3 separate regions of the Mus musculus genome follow, and all the other regions are linked to region 1. Evidence: chromatin contacts called from public Hi-C and Micro-C data. All regions are on one chromosome and are shown on one strand. Each heading gives the region's core, a stretch centred on a gene start, on an enhancer-like site or on the middle of the called end of the contact. The rest is flanking DNA. Distances are from core to core; before and after follow the strand shown. Region 1 holds the start of Tubgcp5 (tubulin, gamma complex associated protein 5). Region 2 has its middle 24 kb from the start of Siglech. Region 3 overlaps Tubgcp5 (tubulin, gamma complex associated protein 5).

Region 1 (3,089 bases), core at 242-2,741:
TGTCTTTGCTTTACGCGGGTGCCTATCTGCTGCTTTCTCTGGATCTACTCAGCTGCAGAATGGAGTCAAAGGCCTCTTGTAAAACAGTCTCCTGGGGCAGTGCACAGCTTAGGGGATAACAACTGTTTTATTCAATATGGAGTAACTTAGCCTGGCCTCAACAAAGACCTTCCTCGTGAGGGATTCGTCTAAGAAAAAGTCAGGCAAGTACCAATTGGGGTGGCAGGTGCTACCTAATGCGGACGATTTATAAAGGCTCAAAGGCTCCAGCTGCTGCTCTGACGACTTTGCCCACGTCTGCTCTCAAGAGTGCTTTCCCCTTTTTATATTTTGAAAATGACGTTTTAAAATTTATTTTTGTATGGGGTGGAGGTACGCACACATGGGAATTATAAGACTACTTATGGGACATGGTTCTCTCCTATCATGTGAGTCCACACGATGGGATGCAAGCAGCCAGGCCTGACAGCCAGCAACTTTATTAAGTAAGCCAGCTTTTTTTGTTTTGTTTTGGGTTTGTTGTTGCTGTTGTTGTTTTGGTTGTTTTGTTCTGATTTTTTTTTTTTTTTTTCGAGACAGGGTTTCTCTGTATAGCCCTGGCTGTCCTGGAACTCACTCTGTAGGCTGGCCTTGAACTCAGAGCCACTTTCCCTTTCTTGAGAACTTGTTCGAGGGTTCTAACAAGAAAGCACAACTGCCTGTACTGTAACAAGGACAAGTCCTCCATAGGGAAGGTCGGCCTAACCCAAAGCTGTGGGTGCACAAAGAACAGTAACAGAAAAGCATCCCCGGCCATCAAGTGGGTGACAGACAGCTGGCCCTCACATACATCTCCACCTTACTAATAAACCAGCAGTTTCAGCATGTGGGCAGTGACCCGCAGTAGGGATCACACATCAGATAGTTACATTACAATTCGTAAACTAGCAAAAGTATAACTATGAAGTAGCAACGAAATAATTTAATGGTTATGGGTCATCCCAGCGAGAGGAACTATATTAAAGGGTCACAGCATTTGGAAGGTTCAGAGCCATTGTAATACATAAATGGGCACTATCGCTGCTTTAACCATATGTTCCTGGTCTAATCAGAAGCATGTGTTTAGTTGGGGAGCTCTGAGAGCCCAGTTTAGGTCGTCTGGAGGAGAAAGTGAAGGCCGGAGCATGAACAAATAAGTCACGATGTTCAAAAATGTCGGAAACTATACCCTGGAACCAAAAAACTGGTTGGCTCAAAATGCATCAGAATTTAAATCGTTAATCAGGAGTATCCAGAGTCCCTTATTAACAATGATTAATAATAAATAATGGTTAGCTGTCTGAAGACTCTCGGATTTCCCGGTGTGCAAGCAGAAAGAGCACATCTCTTCCCCACCCACGGACGCACCGCATCCAGCAACCAGCATCCACTCCCATCAGCACCTTTCCCAGGCACAGCTCCGGGGCTGCCGGAACTCTCGCGGAAACATCCTCCACATCTCGAAACCCCGGTGCCGGGACGGGCGGAACTCTCGCGAGAACAGTCGCCACTTAGCAGAGATCCTGATAGGTACGCCGCGGCAATGGCCCGGCCTAAGTCGTCCGGGAGCCGGATGGACAGACAGCTGGAGCATGATGTGTGCGAGCTCGTCCGGCAGGTTACGGGGCTGCAGGACGAGGCGGACCCCAACTTCCAGCTGGCCCTGGACTTCGTCTGGTCCAACTTCAGGTGTGGGATCGCGGCTACGAGCTGAAGTCGCGCGGGCGGGCGGGTCCGGGTCGGGAGTGCGGCCTCCGGCACCCCTGCGTCTGCTGCAGCTGCTGTGCCTTGGTTTCCCCTTAGGTGCCCTTGCGAGAAACCCGCAGTTGCAGCGGCACATTCCTAGAGAGCTGTTGACTCTGCTCACCCGCACGCAGTACGGTGCACATCAAAAGTCATTTGATGGCTGGGAAAGTGAATTTTTAGCGCCAAATTCTGATCACATCCTGTTAGGTTTTTTGGGGGTTTTTTGTTTTGTTTTGTTTTTTGTTTGTCTCACCAACCCCCCTCTTCTCTTGCTCGGACCACTTACAAGTTTCCCCGCTTCTGTGTCCTCCCTTTGCATTGCATAAAACAAATTCAAGTTCTACTATTGAGCAACACATAGCATGTCTAGTAGAAGTCACCCTAAACAGTGAACAGTTTGTCAGACTGTGATCCTGATTCTAAGCGCAGGACGTGAGTGTCTGCCTAGTTCGTGAGACTACAGACCTCTCAGGTTGATGGGAAGCAAGCCAACGATCCAAAACCACAAGTGCAATTTCTAGTTATAACCTATAGAAAGAACAAGGATTCAAAGAAGTCAGGTAACTCGAAAAGCAGATGTACCACAAGTATTTTTTCTAGTGGCAGATAGGAGGGAGGGGATAGTCATTTTAGAGTTGGGAAGAGACATAGATGCTGCATAGTATAACAGAAGTACTAAAAGCATACCTATAACACTCTGTCACCAGTGTCACCCGTAGAAAACATGTGGCAGTCACCTTGTGTTACAGTTGCTTTATTTCCACATGTTGTTCGTTGTTACATTAATGACAGCCTTTGGTCCCACTGCTAAATTTTAGGTTTTGTTGTTGATGATGTTATGTGTATGATTTGACTCTGTGTACACGTGTGCATGTGTGTGCCTGGTGCCCAAGGCAGCTGATCCCCTGGAACTGGGATTATAAACAGCCTGTGGGTGCTGTGAATAGAACCTGGGGACCCTGAGCAATGGCGTGGGCTCTTAACCCCCGAGGCATCTCTCCAGACCCTTTCAAAGCTTTCTAAATATTTGATAATTGTACATGAATATGTTTGCTTTTCTTTGTATTTCATTTTGTACATTTAGCAGAATTATTCAGAGGACAAATGTTAAGATTTCACTGGGCTTCTCTCTTACATTAAAAAGACAAAGAAAATCCAGTCACAATGATGTATGCCTATAATTACATCAGAATTTTGCACTAAAAAGTATACCCACTTGGGTGGCTCAGGCAGGAGGATTGCTGTGAGTTGAAGGCTATCCTTAGCTTCCTAGTGAGCTCAGAGCCACATAGCAAGATCTAGCAAAAACCCTAGGAAAATATGTT
Region 2 (3,089 bases), core at 362-2,861, 49 kb before region 1:
ATATTAATAACAGAAATCTTTCCTAAAATGAATTTCTCCTGGACCTTGCCTACTGAAGCAAATCCGTCGTGGATTATGATCCAAGGTGGACTCATATCAGGAAGATCATCTGCGAGTTATTAGCTTCTCCCAGAATGGCTCCTGACACATATATAGTCTATGCTTCTGCAGTATGCTGTGCAAGCAAGAGCATATGTGTACACATGTGAACCATGCCACAGCAGTGTGCTACAGTGGCATGGGCACACATATTTAATGCAAGTTCTGTCACGGCACTGACCTGACATTGTGTGGTTGTGTGGGTGTGTATGTTCACATACTGAACCAAGACACTGTACTATGGCAGTATGTGTCTGCATTTCACATGTGAACCATGCCTTAGCAATGTGTAATATATTTATTCACATGCTTATTCACACACAAACTGCACTGTAGCACCATGCTGTGGTAGAGTGGGCCTGCATGTTCACATTTGAGCTGCACCACTATCATGTGGTAGCCTGTTGTAGCAGAGTGCTGTGGTTATGAATATGGTTATGCATGTTCACAAGATCTGTGCCTCAATATCATGCTCTATGCCATGGACAAGTGTGTTTATACCTTGCCTGTGTGAGCCGTGTTGATGTACCATGCCAGGGTGGAATGGGCATGCATGGTCCCACAGAAGGTGTGCCATGGCACTTTGCCACAGTGCCATGCTGTGGGCATGATTGGTCAAATGCAAACTTTCCTGTAGCACCATGCTGGGACAGCATACGCCTAGGAGTGGCATGGCACTAAGTGTAAGCACATAACCACACACTACTGTGGCATTGGCATGAAGTGGGTTGCTCCTGAAAACATGTGTTAACATCACTGCCCCACTGCACTTGGCATGATTCACATGTAAACACTCACACCCGTGCTATCACTGTAAGGCATGACAGCATGGTGTCCCAGCACAGTGCCCTGGCACATCTCAGGTATGAATATGCATGCTCATGTCACATGGTACCATGGCAATGTTTGTGTGCAAACACATATGTCAATGCACCATGGAGCAACACCAGAGTGTGGCTCACATGTGAAAACATGAGTGCATACTGGATGGCAGTGCACTTAGCTTGGCTCACATGTTGTCTTAGTTAGGGTTTCTATTGCTATGAAAAGACACTATAACCACAGCAGTTCTTATGAAGAGAACATTTAATAGGGGCTGGCTTACACTTTGAGAGGTTTAGTTCATTATTGTCATAACAGAAAGCATGGTGGAAATCAGGTCTTCATGGTGCTAGAGAAGGCAGCAGGAAGTGAACTGGCTGAAACCTCAAAGCCCACTCCCACAGTGACACACTTCCTCCAACAAGGCCACACTACTCCAACAAGGCCACACATCCTAGTAGTGCCACTCTCTATGGGCCAGGCATTTAAACAGGAGTCCAGGGGGCCATTCTACCATGCATGTAAACACCCATGTTCACAATGCCATGGCACAAAATCATGAGTCATTGCCTGTGCAAATAAAAGGTCTCTTGATGCTAGAGCAGCACAGAGCAGCAGTTTGAGTGTGAACATGTATAGCCACTAAAGGGTAAAAATATCTCAGTCGAGCAAATCCTGACACAGAAACCCCATGCCCAAGGACATCTGCTAGCACAGATGGCTCCCATCTGAAACCGCAGCTCCCATGCACAAGGATAACTGTCAGCACAATTTCTATCTGAAACTGCAGAGGCAGAACTAAGGCTAGAAGTGTTTGCATTGGACAACCACCACCCCACAGATGGCCCTTGCCATTTCAAACTCTACAAAACCTCAAATAGCCCCTTACCCCTGCCCCCATTCCTCGGTGTAGAGCTTCCTTTCCCACAGAGAGCACGCTGCCCCTCAGTTAAAGGGCAATCCGCTTCTGCTGAGCTCGGGGCTGGGCTCTCATTGTTGCATTGTCCAGCTTCATTCATGATCTAACGCCCACTCTGCCACGGCACAGTGCTTTGGCACAGCTTGAGTTTGAACACACATGGCCGTGGCCTGGAGCACAGTGCTGCAGTGTGTGTGTGGTTTCATATGAACCCATGAGCACATGGCACTGTGACATTACACTATGACACAACTCATGTCGGAAAGGTCAGAGGTGTAAGAAACCCAGGAAATGGCTCACATGGTATTTTCCAAGACGACTGGGGTCACAAACATGGAATAAAATGAAGCTAAACAGGAAGATTATTTAGGTTTACTTTGTGTTATGTCATGTATGGAGTAGGATGCACATCTAAGCAAGATTTTAAGATATTACACAAATTTGTAAAGCACCATTATTACTGACTCCCTCCCCAGAGCTACCTGAGAGCTAATGGTAAGTAACAGGAGGTATTGAAAGCCTTTTGAAAAGCACATCTGCAAGAAGACTGTTACCTGTAAAAGTATAGTGTCTGCAATCTTTTCACCCTGGTATTCAGTAATTGCAAAGGACTCCTGCTCAGTCAGTAGGAAGGGAAAGCATAGGAGATTGTCCCTTCGGAAAGGAAAGGGGGAGATGTAAATGGACCTTGTCTTAAATATTTGGCTCCTCCTACTTCCCAGTCTTCTGCCTTTTGATTCAGTGGGTAAGAAAATTCTCTGCTAACCATTCCTCTGCATCTCTACAGTTTGGTGCGTTTGCACTATCCCCAGAGGATTTAGGTAGTTCAGATGAAAGGGAATATGGAGGTATACCTAACCTTGTCTCTTTGGAGCTCCAGGGATTCTAAACCGGTTTTTTTTTTTTTTTTTTTTTTTTTTTTTACCCAGAGGAGATATTTTTCACAGGGGGAAATGCATACAGAATATGAGCTGATTTCCTATAAGACACTTAGGGATTTTGAACAGGTCCTCTCCTCTTGTAGAGATACTGCTCCATATACTGTGGGAGGAAAGCTGAATCAGAGTGCCCAATACCCAATGACTAGGACAAGCTAACAGGACTTGTTTTAAGCCTGCTGAATTCCATCTATCCTGGATTTGGAGGCATGAGAAGACAGACCATTTCTTAATCTGCTCTCAAAGAAGTATTAGAAATGGTAGCCTTTGACAATGCTATCAGAGACTGTTATGGGTTTGTACAGCCACCT
Region 3 (3,089 bases), core at 307-2,806, 34 kb after region 1:
GAATGTTGTGCTCTTGCTGTGATTTAAGTTAGGCAAAAGTATTGGTGTCATTGTTATATAGATACAAAGCCCATCATATTTTATCTCAAACATTGATCTTTAGGTCAGCTTCGTGAAAGAAGCCATCATGAAAGTGTTGAACTTGGCGCTCATGTTTGCAGAAGGTTGGCAGGCAGGCCTAGGGGCTTGGCAGTAAGTATGTGCTATGTGATAACCTGTATTGTGACCATTTCTGACTAGCTTCATTTGAGGAGTCTTTCCACCCCCAATCTGAGAATGGTTCACATAAGACTGTGACTAGGAATTTAGAAGTAGTTCAGTGGCTTACCTACTCTGCATAAGACCTGGAGTTCAAGCCTATGTTCCAGCAGTACATAGAATTTAGTGACACTAGAAAGCATCAGGAAAGTCAGTTTCCTTATCAGCACAAGCAATTTAAAAAACTAAGGTCTTTTCGTTAAAATAAGCAAACATCTGGGCTGGAGAGATGGCTCAGCAATTAAGAGCACTGGCTGCCCTTCCCGAGGTCCTGAGTTCAATTCCCAGCAACCACATGATGGCTCACAACCATCTCATAATGAAATCTGATGCCCCCTTCTGGTATGCAGGTACACATGCAGTTATACATTAAATAAATAAAACTTAAAAAAAATAAGCCAACATTCTTAGATTATCTGCATGGCTCAATTTCTTATTGTACACACGTTCAAGCATGGAGAAGTTTAAAGGGCAGCATGACACGTCCGTGTGACTCACCTCAGCAGTTTCTGAGGAGGACCAGTTCTGGACCGTGAGCCCCACCGCTTCACACTTGCTGAAACATTTTAAAGTAAATGATGGGTATCATGCTGGGTTACTTTCCAAATTTCTATGTTTGTAAGCTCTAAAAGATGATGTATATGTTATTTTTTCACTTGTGTCATTTAGAATGGCAAACTACTTAAAGTCAATAAACAGAAAAGAGCCAGTCTACAGGAACATCTCCAGTTTTTTTGTTGTTGTTGTTGTTTGTTTGTGTTTGTGTCTGTGCTAGGGTTTGAACTCAGGACCTTACTCACGTGTGCTATGTAAATGCTTTACTGGGCTACACTACCAGCCTGGCTATCTTCTTATGTCAATTTGAATATATAGTTCAATGCTTAGCCTCTGTCTCCTTTATAAAATATATGCAGTGATAATTTGCTGAAATGGAGCTTCATGTCTTGTGGCTTAGGGTTTTCTTGTGTGCTTGTATGAGGAGTATATTCACACAAATTTGTGAGGATGCATGTCTCTTTGCACATGGAGGCCAGAAGAGTTGTCTGGGTATCTTCTCTGTTATCCTCCATAGACTCCTCTGAGACAGACTCTTTCCCTGAGCCTGGGACTTACTTTTCTCAGCCAGAGTGGAAGGCAGTAAAGCCCAGCAAGCCTGCTGTCTCCTCCTCCTCAAACTGTGGCTGCAGGCCTATGAGAGGCCATTTGTAGACGCTGGGGTCCAAACTCTAGACCTCAGGGCTGCACACAAACACTCTTAAGCACTGAGCACCTCTCCAACCCTTGCGCAGCATTTATAGCAGTCGGTATTTAGTCCATGCTAATCACGAGGGGAGTGCACCTTAGTGCTGCTGCCATTCAGAGCCTAGACTGGAGCCCTGTGACGGGGAGGGCGTTCCTAAGGGAAGGCCTAAAAACACTAGTGTCGGCTGGGGAGGTGACTCAGCACACGCAAGCCTGACAGCCTGGATTCAAGCCTCAAAACCCACAGAAAGGTGGAGAAAGAACTCATTTTGTAAAGCTATCTGCTGCCATCATCACGCAGATAGCACACACATAAACACACATTACTCACAGACATGCAAATACAAAGAAAAAAAGCAGACTAGGAGTGTAGCTCTGTGGTGAAGCACTTGCCTAGGATCGCCCATGTCCTGCCTGAGTTCTGTTCCCCACAACAGAAAGCAAGAAAATAGACACCTTCCTGACTATATGTCCTCTCAAAGTTTACAAAACTACTTTAATCTGTAACACTTACCTAGATGAGGGGTCACTATTCCAGATGCTGTACTGAATTCATTTCAGTAAAGTTTTCATTTCTACAACAAATTGTCAGCAAAAAGCAGGGAGGAGGACGTTAAGCATTTCAGAGCTGGTATGGGGACATAAATAAATGTTTGCCTATTTAGAAAGGGGAGGCTGTAAGGTCATGAGTTAAAGGCTCTGTGCACAGTAATATTTATGAAAGGTTTGTGTTCTATGAAATTTGCTTCTAAGTAAGTACTGTGGTAAGGTTGAGGAGGGTTTGTTGGCTTTAGGTAGATAACTGCCAGAGAGGGTTGATGAGCTGCGCGCGCGCACACACACGCACACACACACGCACACACATACGCTCACCCCAGAAAGGAAACTATGACATCAAAGTAATAAATACACCAGAGTCAAACTTGGTAAGGCCATGAGTGCACACAGGTTATTGAAAGGAGTATGGATGATAGGTCACTTAGAAGACCAAGAATAACCAAAATATATCAGCTATGCCAGCAAAAGGGTCCCAAGGATTGGGTGACGATTCATCAGAGCATCGCCCCATTCCAGGATCCCTCTGCAGGACCTGCCGCCAGCTTGACAGTCTCGTCCCTGTCCCTCCTGGGCAGGGTCTCCTCCGCTAGCACTTACTACCTTCTGTAAAGGTGGGGAAGGGACATCAAGAAGCTTTCTAGTTTCCACCTCCCACCATGGGATTTTATTTACTTCATGAGTTCCTAGCACTCCCCTCTCTCTGTGAGCTGTGTGTGTGTTGGGGGGAGAGGGGGTGATACCAAGAAATGTGTCAATTTGGAGGAAACCCCTGTACAACATGAACATATTATGAAGTGTTTTCCTGTGTCTGTTTTGGATCTGATTTCAAGGCCGGCCTGGTCTACAGAGCGAGTTTCAGGACAACCAGGGCTACATAGAGAAACTTTTGTCTTACGAGGGGAAAGAAAGGTAGGCTATGAGTCTAGCTAGCTACTTGGGAGCCTAAGCACATTAATTTCCTATCAGTTCTAGCCAATATGAGACTCTGTCTATGAAAAATAATACAAATTAATGTAAAGCACTGTTTCCTA

Evidence for each region. A called contact is a pair of places that touch in the nucleus more often than the background predicts.
Region 2: a contact with region 1 is called in a Micro-C map of granulosa cells, with 2.6 times the contacts expected there. The contact joins the enhancer-like site here to the promoter of Tubgcp5 in region 1. A contact is called at or near these places in 4 of 39 promoter capture datasets (the 3T3-L1 cell line, embryonic stem cells, pre-B cells and 1 more), 2 of 484 Hi-C or Micro-C datasets (cerebral cortex and granulosa cells) and 2 of 9 other capture datasets (adipose tissue and pancreatic islet).
Region 3: a contact with region 1 is called in a Hi-C map of embryonic stem cells, with 2.4 times the contacts expected there. The contact joins the enhancer-like site here to the promoter of Tubgcp5 in region 1. A contact is called at or near these places in 1 of 39 promoter capture datasets (macrophages), 1 of 15 datasets of contacts at CTCF or cohesin (the NIH/3T3 cell line), 22 of 484 Hi-C or Micro-C datasets (B cells, DN3 thymocytes, the G1E-ER4 cell line and 13 more), 4 of 115 datasets of contacts at active chromatin or transcription factors (the SCID.adh cell line, bone marrow-derived macrophages and embryonic stem cells) and 4 of 9 other capture datasets (adipose tissue, embryonic stem cells, liver and 1 more).

Annotation. Positions count from the first base shown.
Region 1 is chr7:55,792,634-55,795,722 of GRCm38.p6, forward strand. Tubgcp5 (tubulin, gamma complex associated protein 5) reads left to right here and starts at 1,492. Exons shown (of 23, transcript NM_146190.3): 1 at 1,492-1,707. The coding sequence starts at 1,562.
Region 2 is chr7:55,743,065-55,746,153 of GRCm38.p6, forward strand. No RefSeq gene overlaps it. Among named protein-coding and RNA genes, the nearest start is that of Siglech, 24 kb to the right of the region's middle. Within about 2 kb of position 1,612, at least 35 of the 459 cell types and tissues checked have an H3K27ac peak or open chromatin away from gene starts, as enhancers often do. A contact at or near this core is called in cerebral cortex and granulosa cells, where this site is marked.
Region 3 is chr7:55,826,130-55,829,218 of GRCm38.p6, forward strand. It overlaps Tubgcp5 (tubulin, gamma complex associated protein 5), which reads left to right. Exons shown (of 23, transcript NM_146190.3): 21 at 104-192. Among named protein-coding and RNA genes, the nearest start is that of Cyfip1, 14 kb to the right of the region's middle. Within about 2 kb of position 1,557, at least 14 of the 459 cell types and tissues checked have an H3K27ac peak or open chromatin away from gene starts, as enhancers often do. A contact at or near this core is called in embryonic stem cells, where this site is marked.